Linked DNA regions of Sus scrofa: regions 1 and 3 are each linked to region 2. The links are chromatin contacts, called in public HiChIP or PLAC-seq maps. All regions are on one chromosome and are shown on one strand. Each heading gives the region's core, a stretch centred on a gene start, on an enhancer-like site or on the middle of the called end of the contact. The rest is flanking DNA. Distances are from core to core; before and after follow the strand shown.

The links. HiChIP or PLAC-seq counts read pairs in DNA pulled down with a chosen protein or histone mark.
Region 1: a contact with region 2 is called in an H3K27ac HiChIP or PLAC-seq map of skeletal muscle, with 9 times the contacts expected there. The contact joins two enhancer-like sites. A contact is called at or near these places in 2 of 47 Hi-C or Micro-C datasets (fetal skeletal muscle and skeletal muscle) and 1 of 2 datasets of contacts at active chromatin or transcription factors (skeletal muscle).
Region 3: an H3K27ac HiChIP or PLAC-seq map of skeletal muscle shows a contact between it and region 2, with 3 times the contacts expected there. The contact joins two enhancer-like sites.

What each region holds. Positions count from the first base shown.
Region 1 is chr16:22,634,686-22,638,424 of Sscrofa11.1, reverse strand. All of the region lies in intron 5 of WDR70 (WD repeat-containing protein 70), which reads right to left. Among named protein-coding and RNA genes, the nearest start is that of WDR70, 37 kb to the right of the region's middle. Within about 2 kb of position 1,639, at least 1 of the 83 cell types and tissues checked has an H3K27ac peak or open chromatin away from gene starts, as enhancers often do. A contact at or near this core is called in skeletal muscle, where this site is marked.
Region 2 is chr16:23,319,111-23,322,610 of Sscrofa11.1, reverse strand. No RefSeq gene overlaps it. Among named protein-coding and RNA genes, the nearest start is that of EGFLAM, 82 kb to the left of the region's middle. Within about 2 kb of position 1,885, at least 2 of the 83 cell types and tissues checked have an H3K27ac peak or open chromatin away from gene starts, as enhancers often do. A contact at or near this core is called in skeletal muscle, where this site is marked.
Region 3 is chr16:22,752,313-22,755,678 of Sscrofa11.1, reverse strand. All of the region lies in intron 9 of WDR70 (WD repeat-containing protein 70), which reads right to left. Among named protein-coding and RNA genes, the nearest start is that of WDR70, 150 kb to the right of the region's middle. Within about 2 kb of position 1,433, at least 2 of the 83 cell types and tissues checked have an H3K27ac peak or open chromatin away from gene starts, as enhancers often do. A contact at or near this core is called in skeletal muscle, where this site is marked.

The DNA of each region.
Region 1 (3,739 bases), core at 390-2,889, 680 kb after region 2:
ACTGGGGATACAATCGTAAAAGAGACAATGTTACAGCCCTCATGAAACAAATTACTGTGAGGAGAAAGACAAGAAAACTAATAAACAAAATGTCAGATAATGGAGCACCATAAAGCAGTGGAATGAAGGTGGAGTACTTATATAAAGTAGTCAGAGAAGTAACACTTAAACAAAAATCCAAATAAAACCAGGGAGTCGTGGGCATTCCCACTGTGGTTCAGTGGAAACGAATCTGACTAGCATCCATGAGGACACAGGTTTGATCCCTGGCCTCGCTCAATAGGTTGAGGTCTAGCATTGCCATGAGCTGTGGTGTAGGTCACAGATGCGGCTCGGATCCCGTGCTGCTGTGAGGCAGGAAGGAAGCTGTAGCTCTGATTTGACCCCTGTGCCATGGGTGCGGCTCTAAAAAGCCAAAAAAAGGGGGGGGGGGAGCTAGGAAAAAAAAATTAGGGGGTCATGAAGCTCTGTTATTGCACATAGAGGAAAAACAAAATTGAAAGGCTCTGTGAGGAAAAAAGGACAGCTGTTCAAAGAAAAGCAGAAAAGTCAACGTGGGTAGAGAAGAGTGAGCAAGAGAGGAGTGGAAGGAGATCAAGTCAGAGAGACTTGCAGAAGCCAAGTCATGCAGGGTCTTAGGAGGTCAAGGCAAGGAACTAGGATTTCTTAACAATGTGATAGGATAGGAAGAAACTGGAGAGTTTACTGACAGGAAAGAAAGCAGGGAAGTGACAAGCTATTATACGTGTTTTTTAAAGTTTGGGTTACCCTGGGGATCAGAGAAATAAACCTTCTTATTTGCCAAGAGACTTATAAGTTATAAAGAAACTATCCTGAAAATTCCTGCCACTAAGACTTATGCTATACAGGAATGTTACTGATTTTAAAAACTTAAAGATAAAAAACAAACTTTAAATATAACTGTCATAATATTCTCAAATCACAAAAAAATAAAGAATTTTCTATATTATGCTTCAATATAAAGTAACTATTCCAGCATTAATCTCAAACTAAACCTCACCTGTTCCAATTTCTGGAAGACATTGTTTATAAAATTCTTTTTTTCTTCCACTTGTAGACAAGACAGTTGAAAAAAAAAAAAATGGATTTGTGCCAAAAACCAAAATGCTTCTACTGCCCCCTAGTGCTCATCTTAAAGAATGAAGACTTTCCCACATTAGTTTGGAAATAGTAATGACACATTCACTGGATTTTGGAATAGAGCTTCTAGCAACCTCTGCTGACAGAACCTTGCAGGTGTAATTAAACTGTCTTGTTTTAAAGAACATTAATTTTCCTCTGAAATTAGAATCATTAAGTTTCCTCACAATGTTTTTAAAAAACTTTTCTTTCCAGCCAGCTGCACTTAAATTAAAATTGGTCATTAATCAAATATTGGTAATGATGATGAAAACAATAAGAAAATCCAGCAATCTGAGTATTTAGTATGTGTCAATCCCGATGTTAAGTGTTTACATAAATTACCTCATTCTATATCAATCAACTCCTGAGAACTAAAAGAGAGGGTTTTTTTTTTCCATTTTTAACACTTCAAACTTTCCCTAATGCATGAGAGAAAAAGACTGACTGATACAGGTGGTTGGCAATGACCAAGGCCAAAGAGATGAGAAGCCTCAGACCAGAAGTCAGGGAAGCACAGTGGTGGCCCAAACTTGGACTCTTCACCACGGAGCATGCCAACCAGGGAGTCAAAGAAAGTTCATGGAAAACAGGTGCTCACAGCTAAAAAGTCACTGTTACATCTAGCCTTTAGTTACAGTCATAAAAACGCAACTTTCAATTTTCTGTAGTAATGGGAAACTGGATAGCAAGGATAATGAAAATCCTCAATAATCCCAGTTTCCATTTGATTATGTTACAACCTTCTTTACCTTTAAAAAAAATCAGAACTACACACATGTAATAAATACAGTTTAAAAATCACTTTCACCTCTTTCCTGACTCTACCCCCTTGAATTTTTGTTCACTTACTCAGTTCAAAGCAAAATAATAATATACCTCCAAAAACTCACTAAATACTCCTAATTATTTAACAGTTGGTGTAGTTTGACAAAGTTCAGTCATGGTTTGCATACCACTTTCATTTGCATTCTATTTGAAGGAACAATTTTATTACCATTGCAGATAAGATCAAACGAAGGGAAAGTGAAAAGTAAGTTTGTTATCAAAAGAAATTATAGGAGTTCCCGTCGTGGCGCAGTGGTTAATGAATCCGACTAGGAACCATGAGGTTGCGGGTTCGGTCCCTGCCCTTGCTCAGTGGGTTAACGATCCGGCGTTGCCGTGAGCTGTGGTGTAGGTTGCAGACGCGGCTCGGATCCCGCGTTGCTGTGGCTCTGGCGTAGGCCGATGGCTACAGCTCCGATTCAACCCCTAGCCTGGGAACCTCCATATGCCTCGGGAGCGGCCCAAGAAATAGCAACAACAACAACAACAACAAAAGACAAAAAGACAAAAAAAAAAGAAAAAGAAATTATAATATACATTAACATTGCCAATCCAGTGACTTCAGCAGTAACACTAAATCAACTACTAACCTGCAACTGAAGTGAAATGCGTATTAAAAAAAATAATCACAATCAGGCAGTATAGTTCTTAATGTAAAACTATCAATATGTTCTCTGGTAATTTTCCTTTCAATTCTGGTGCTATCGAGAACTCATTCCTTTTTGGCTACATCCACAGCACGTGGAAGCCCTGGGGGCCAGGGATCAAACCAATGCCACAGCAGAAACCCAAGTCACGAATAGTGACAACAGATGGTTAACCCAACATGCAACCAGGGAACTCCAAGAACTCATTTTTTTTTAAAGTTCATGACTAGAAGAGGCACAAAGAACTAACGGGGTGATGGAAGCTCCTACTTCTTATTTGGGATGGTGGCTACACACAGTGCATATAGAATTGTCAAAACTGCTCAGACTAAAAACTTAAGATCTGTACACATTATTAGATATAATTACACCTCAATCAGAACAATAACATTTTAAGTTTTGTGGGACTGTTTTAAGAGAAAACTACAACTTTTTTCTGTCTCATTTAACAGATAGGTTCACAAGCAATTCTAGTCTATATAAAGTAACTAATTAATCTCATTCAACTGTGGGGCCTGCTCTTACAATTATTAAACTATTATGAAACTAAATTTTAAACTTAGGACAAGGTATATATAATGGCTCTTACAAAAACAGGGGTCTAGTGAGTTCCCTGGTGGCCTAAGGGTTAAGGATCCGGCATTGTCACTACTGTGGCACAAGTTCAGTCCCTGGCGCAAGAACTTCCACATGCCACAGGCACAGCCAAAAAAAAAAAAAAAAAAAGGACAGCAGGTGTCTATTTTCATCTATTTGCATCTTGATGCTCACATTTCTTCTGTTCAGTCCTCTATCTCTACTTCCATGTAAAAACAGACTGATATGTCAAAAATAGAAAACACTCCCAATGCCATAAAATGAAGTTTTCAATTATAAAAACCAAATACAACATTGTAAATCACTTTAATCACTTTTTTTTTTTTTGGGGTCTTTTTGCCATTTCTTGGGCTGCTTCTACGGCATATGGAGGTTCCCAGGCTAGGGGTCTAATCAGGGCGGTAGCCGCCAGCCTACGCCAGAGCCACAGCAACATGGAATCTGAGCCGCGTCTGCGACCTACACCACAGCTCACGGCAACGCCGGATCCTTAACCTACTGAGCAAGGCCAGGGATGGAACCCGCAA
Region 2 (3,500 bases), core at 636-3,135:
TGAGCCCCCACCCCTATGCTACCCTGAGTGGGCTCTGTCTGTCCCTAGCACTCCCAGCGGACACTCCAAAGAGATCTTCCTAGAGAGCCATGGTTGTGGACATGTAGAGTATGAGTACCAGCACTAATCCCTGGCAGAGAGTGGGCACCCAGTAAAGGCACTGCCCTGCATTAGAATCACAGCTCAGACTTGTTCGGGCTAAATCGACTACTGAGAGGCTAGCTGGGGAAACTGCCTAGTATTTTTCTCTCCCCAGTGTTCATTCTGCTCTGGCTTTCTTCTCAGTCCTTGAAGAGACCAACTTCACTCTTGCGTTGAGTCTGGACTTTCCTCGATCTCTTTCTCCTTCAGTTCTCTCTCAAATGGCCTTCCCAGCCACTCGGTTTATAATCCCAGCCCCATTCCTATACTCCTTATTCCTGGTGCCTATTTCATTCCTTTCCATAGCACTTAGGATCATCTGCCATGTATATTTTATGTGTTTGTGGGTCACCTGTCTCCCCTGACCATGGTATACACTCCTAGAGGACAAGGTTGCTCCCCACAGCTTCGCCAGCATCTAAAACGGTGCTTGCCTGTTCCTGTGGCTCAGCTGTATTTGTGGAATGAATGAATGAACAAAGTCATTCAAAATATTGAATGGACTTCCAGATTCAAACAACTAACATAGGTGACTTTGGAACATAAGTCAGTTCAGAAACAGGGATTTTCTGGACATTTGTGTGCGTGTGCATTAATAATGAAATGCAGACATGATTTTTACTAAGTTATTTAAACCTTGTCTCAGGTTTAGCTGTGAACCACCCACGGTCAGCTTGAAGCTGCGGGGGTACAGAGTAGGGGCATTGCTGGATGGAAGTGAAGGCTGAATGCCTGGAACTGAAAAGAAGACATTCGGTGGGAGAACAGCGATCCAGCTCTGGAAACCGAGAACCTACAGTAAGTCTAGGGCTGTGCTGGGCACCGTGCGCCAGAGTAAGGCTCCATCATGATGCCAAGGGACAAACAACGGAGTGAGGGGGCAACTGTAAGGAGGAGAAGAAGATGCATGGGGGGGGGGCTACACTGTGCGCAGGATAAGAGTGTTCTGGGGGCAGAGGTTGCTAGGGCTGGGGGAGCTGGGGCTGGGAGCTTTTTGGAGGCGGAGGCTCGTAGGGGGAGGTGGTCCTGCAGCTGACCTTGAACGAGGGTGGGTCTATAGCCTCAGGAGGGAAGGAGCGCTTGTCCCAACCTGGGCCGGGAGAACTGGTGCAGCAGAAACAGAGACCAGGGTGCTACAGCCCAAAGCTCTGTGTTAGCAAGTCTAAAAATACCCTCTCTCTCGCTCTTTTTTCTCCCTCTTGGTCTCTTACTTTTCTTCTCACCCTCCTTCCTATTTTCTTCCTTCTCTCATGATCCCTTCTGGCAACCCTGGGACTCACTTGCTCATCCCTGCCAGGGAAGCTTTTCCCCACCCCTCATCACCCCCACCAGATGGGTCAAAACCTTGAGGGGGTGCCCTGCTGTTCAGGTACAGGTTGGCAGCAGCTCCAAAGCCCCCTCCTCCACCCGCCCCCCTTGACTCCGTTCTCTCAAATGCCAATTAACAGGTGTCAGAAATGCTGGCCCGGACTAAAGGACCCACGTCTGCATAACAACCCAACTATTTTGGCTGTCCACCCCGTGAGCATAAATATCGTGGTGTTTGAGCCCTTGGGGCCTGTGGAGTTTACAAGTATGCTGTCAAGATCTCTTCATTGGGCTAGTGCTTGAAGTGCTGCCAAAAAGCCAGGGGACTCCTGTGCTTTTATGTGTGCCCAAGCGCGGGCCGCCCTGGCTCCGAGAGGAGCCCTCTGGGGACCCACTGTCGGTGTGAATCTCAAACAGCAAGCTGACATTCCGGTTGGGAGTGTGACAGTGCATGCCTGGGTGATGATGCCAGGGCGGCAGGTGACACGGGTCCACTGCGGAGGGGGAGAGCGACGGCAGTGGCTTCTAGTTACATGTCCTCAGAGCTCTGAAGGATGGAATTGGGGTCGGGGGAGCGGTGATAACATGACGTTACAAAATCCGGATGTCCTGATCACAGAGACCACTGCGATTGGCCATAGGAGCGCTGGTGTTCCCAAAAAAGGCATCCGACTTGGGCTCATCTGGGATTAAAGACATTGCAGGCCAGAGACACTGACTATGGGTCAACGCACGCATGCGCACACACACAGTCTCCCGGACATTGAGAGAGTAGGCATCCATCTGATGCACCCTAGGTGCCTCCCAGAGGAATTCCTCTTTCTGGGCACTGTCCCCTTCTCCCTCCCCCAGGCCTCATGCCCTGCCACCGAGCTTCTAACCCAGGGTAAACATCTGAAAACAGAGTGGCTGCCAGGGAGGAGAAAAAAGAGGCCAGGATGGAATGGATGGGGTGGGGCATGGCGACAGGAAGAGCTCAAAAGATTCTCAAGTTGGGTGACTACCAAGGTTGGCTTATCCCAGAGGGCAGTTGGGCCCCGGCCTGGCGGGCATGGGGGAGCCGGTGCAATGCTTGCTCCCGCCGGTGGGGGCAGCCTTTCCTCTGCCTTGACCAGCACACTGCGCAGGCTCTGCTCAAGGTTCCAGTCTGAGGGAGCTTGTGGGACCTTTCAGAAACCTGGTTTCACCCCAAAAAGAGCTGTATCAAACCGTTTGAGAAAAAGTTGTCTCCTCCACTTTGGAGTTGGGATGGCAAATTGGAAAAGTCCACTTCAGAGGCCTGATTTGGGGGGGACACTATATAGAGATCCCCACAATTTCAACCAGAATATGCTTCTGTGGTCCTTGTTCTAGAAACTCCAAGGAGGAAGGCCTTCCTGATGTCCCTAGCTCTTCACACTTGTCCCAGAAGCCCTGAATACTATAGATTTTATATTGGGGTGGACCAACCCCGAGAGAGAGGCACTGAGGTGTAGAAGATGTCATACTTTGGGGGGCAAAACCCAGCTCATGGCGCCCAAAGAAATACTCTTTCTGCTACACTGTTCCTTGTTCTCTCCACCTCACACATAACCCATTAACTTATCAAAATGAAACAATAAATTATGACAAATAAAAGCATCCTTAGGAAGAGTTCCTCTCCCCTGCAGTAGGCTATACACTGTGTGAGCCAACAGAGGTGGCCTCTCTTCCTTGGCTCCCTGGTCCTTGACACTCTCGGTGCAGTATTTACTTTGTGTGCTCCTGGCCCCTGACCATTTGAGGAGAAAACAGCCCTGCACTGCCCTGATGAGTCTCACAAGAATCCTAAAATGACACAGAGTCCTGCTCCTCAACTGTGAGGATTTGGAAGAAGGCGGCTGCCTCTAAGCCAAAGCCAGATGCCAGTGAAATAGGAAGCTTTCAAAAGGATCAGGTCCGTCCTCCTGAACTCTTGTTGGATGAAGACAGAAAACAAAGAATTCCACCCAACATGAGAAAACAATTTGTTTCTCTGCTCCAGGGTGGCCAGAGGCCGCTGAGCTGTAAAGTCTGAAGGGAGCGGTAGGTTT
Region 3 (3,366 bases), core at 184-2,683, 570 kb after region 2:
CACTAATTTTGCAGAACTATCATTTAGGACAATTTTCTGAAAAAGCAGCAACTGACCAAAAATTAAGCTGATGTCTGAAGCTTTTCTTTTTTTTTTTTTTTTTACCTCAAAGAAACATGTTCTAAGGTCAGTTACTGGACAAAAATTAGACACTGCTGCATAATAAACTACCCCAAATCCAAGGGCCTAAAACGACGAACATTTCTTGCTTTTAACTCCACAGATCAGTTGGCAACTCTATCCTGGCTATGCGCTCTCTCATCATTTTGTAATAGTCAAATAAATCAGCTAAGTTTGGCTTATTTAGAATGGCCTCCCTCACATATATTGTGGTTGGCTGGCTCTTGGATGGAGTGCAGGCTTGATGGCGTCACGATTCTCATAATAGCTAGTCAGGGTTCCGTGGGAGAAGTGCACAAGGCCTCTTGAGACCTAGCTTCATAATTGACACACCATTACCTCTGCTAGATCTATTAGCCAATGCAAGTTACAAGGCCAGCCTAGATTGAAGAAGTAAGCAAAAAAACTTGACCTCTGCAGAGGCACAATGCAAGGGGCACAGATACAGAGAGAGAGAAAACAAGGTCAATCTTTGCAACCAATGTCTCACACATGACTTGGCCCTATATTCGTATCTACCTATGGAAAGTATAGTTCAGTATACAATAGTCATAATGATGCTTGTAATTCAACAAGGAATTAAACAACAGTATATTATAGGGAGAAAAGTATACTGTAAAAAGCTTGCCATGATCAGAATTAAAGTTAAAAGATTCACATTAGATAACTCACTTTATTGCGGCCTCATTCCCCATTGATTTCCGAGAATAGTTTTTACCACAGTGCATTCTGTTTGCCTACTATGAGTGCTATCAACAGGCTTAAGAAAGAAACAGGACAGTCTATTGTAACACAGGTGAAAGGATTCAACTAAAATAAACAAGGGCTAAGCCCAGTCAGATCCTTTTAATTCAGAAAAACAAAAACCTTGTTTTATATAACTCAGGAAAAAGACTTCCTAAACACCTGCACACAGAGATAAAATTCTTAAAAACACTGATGGAATCACTCACTGGACCCCTGTACCATAAGGAGCCAGGTAAGTGCATGGGTAGGGATAAATGAAGAGTTCTTATGACAATTTCACCTAAACCTTGAAACCTACCTGAAATAAAACCAGACTAAAATGAAAAAAAAAATACTTTCATATGCACAAACTGATATTAGTAAGGGATTTTTCAGCAACCACAAAAACTACGCTGGCCTTGAATAGGTAAATAGAAACCAGACCAAATTACAGATAAGCTTGAAAGCATGCAGATCTTCAAATCCAAAGATATTACTGGGTGCACTTGATCCTTAGACTATGTGGCCTAGTTTTGCTGGATGACCCTCTAATTTCTGAAAAGTGCTACAGGATCCTCCTGACAACGACCTCTCCTAACTCCAGCATGGGAACTCTTAGCATTTCCGATGTGGATTTTAGAGACAAAGATAGAACACTGAGACCTGCCAAAGCTGAAAAGGATATCACTTTCAAAGGTTAAAAAAATCCCCCCCTCCTTTTTTTCTGATGACTACCCAATTACACAAGCCAGGCATGATACCCGGGAACAGTGAAAGAAGTCTTCCACAGGCATGGACAAAACAGTCTGTTCAAACTCAGTGAAGAAAAAAAAAAAAAAAAAAATGCAGGAGACACAAAGACAAAATGCATCTTTTGGAGGCTGTGCATGGCGTAGCTAATTTAGGGTGAAAAAAACCTTTTTTGAATCTAAAACAAAAAACTTAGAATCTAATTATGTTATTAGCATTTCTTATCAGGGCCTATTTGGTAATATTCAAACAGCATAGCTTTTCCTTTTTTTATTTTACATAAGAGCATCAGGTTATACAAGAGATTTATTCTTAAAAATCTGTAGGCAGAACAAAATTTTGTAAAGTGAAACCCATTCTTCCTCTGAGAGCTATTATAAAATCCAACATGTGTATCTATATATAAGCATGCTCTTGAGACCATGGATTTAGGTTATATTTTTGTGTACCACAATAAAAGTTGTAGCGTGATGTTCACTTTTAAGGTGATGTTCAATTTCCACCTGCCCAGCTGCTCTAGGTTCCAAGCATCTCTTGTCAATATCCAGCAGTGGCAATGTTCTAGTCCTCTTATTTATTTAAAATTCAAAAACAATGCTTTAATTTTATATTCAGAGAAACCTAAGGCATGGATTCAAGAACGGAGTACTTGTTCAGCCTGTGGGCTCTTCTACCATCTTAGTTGTTGAAGGTATTTGCCATCGCTTATTACTATGGAGACAGAGAAAAATATCTACCATAGGAATAGTCACAGTAAACTATGATTATTTGTTTTTGCAGAACCCAGGTTCTGTCACTGCTTCCCAAGAAGAGTCAGAGAAGTCTTACAGTGGTGTTCCTTAAAAAAGGTCTTTTTCTCAGAATTCTTACATAATCAATTTCACATCTTTTCACATATATCTATTGGAGTCTTATACAATAATAGTCTTTGGATGATTCCAGCAATTCCCAGCTGAACTAAATCCCAGATGGACTATAGGCAGATCTCTACACTAACAAAATTCTCAGTGTATCTTCCAACTTTGAAAACCATTTCCTTTATTCTCACTATTAAACCCTGATTTAAATGAGGTAAAACATATAATAGGCACATGTTTGTAATTATTAATCCACTAGTCATTCAAACAATCAGGTGCTCAAAGTCATACAGGTCGCAAGGACCTTAAGAGCTTGCATCAGTGAACAAATAAGCATGATCTGTAAAGAATGTCAACTGTTTGCCTGCAAAAAAGGAATGTTTCTAAGACCGAGAAAAAATGCAAAGTTTATTTTACAGTATTTTAAACAGAAATTCTATTATAACTACTATGTAAATACTTATTTGTACCATGAGAGAAAGGTATTCTAAGCAAAGATAAATACAATTAAGGTCATTTTATTTATCCCAATTTGGGGGTTAAAGGAAAGACACGTTTATCTAAAATTTTTAAAACAAAAACAAAAAAAGGGGTAGACTCAACAAAATTTTACTACAATAGTAGGTAATTAGTGATGTACTATTATGCCTAATGATCATAAGCTATTGTTTACAACATGAGGGAAATAAAACCTTAGTTAACACATTACTATAAATATTTAATAATGAAGAACCTAATTACCTAATTTCATTAATATGAAGGATCAGTGGTGTTAAACTATTATTTATTCGAACTTCAACACTTTAGTCAAAAAGTAACAAAGAGTAGATTTGTGGTTGTCATAGGTTGAGGAATAGGAAAAATGGGCAGTGACTGCCAAAGAGTATGGGGTTTCACTCTGAAGCAATGAAAA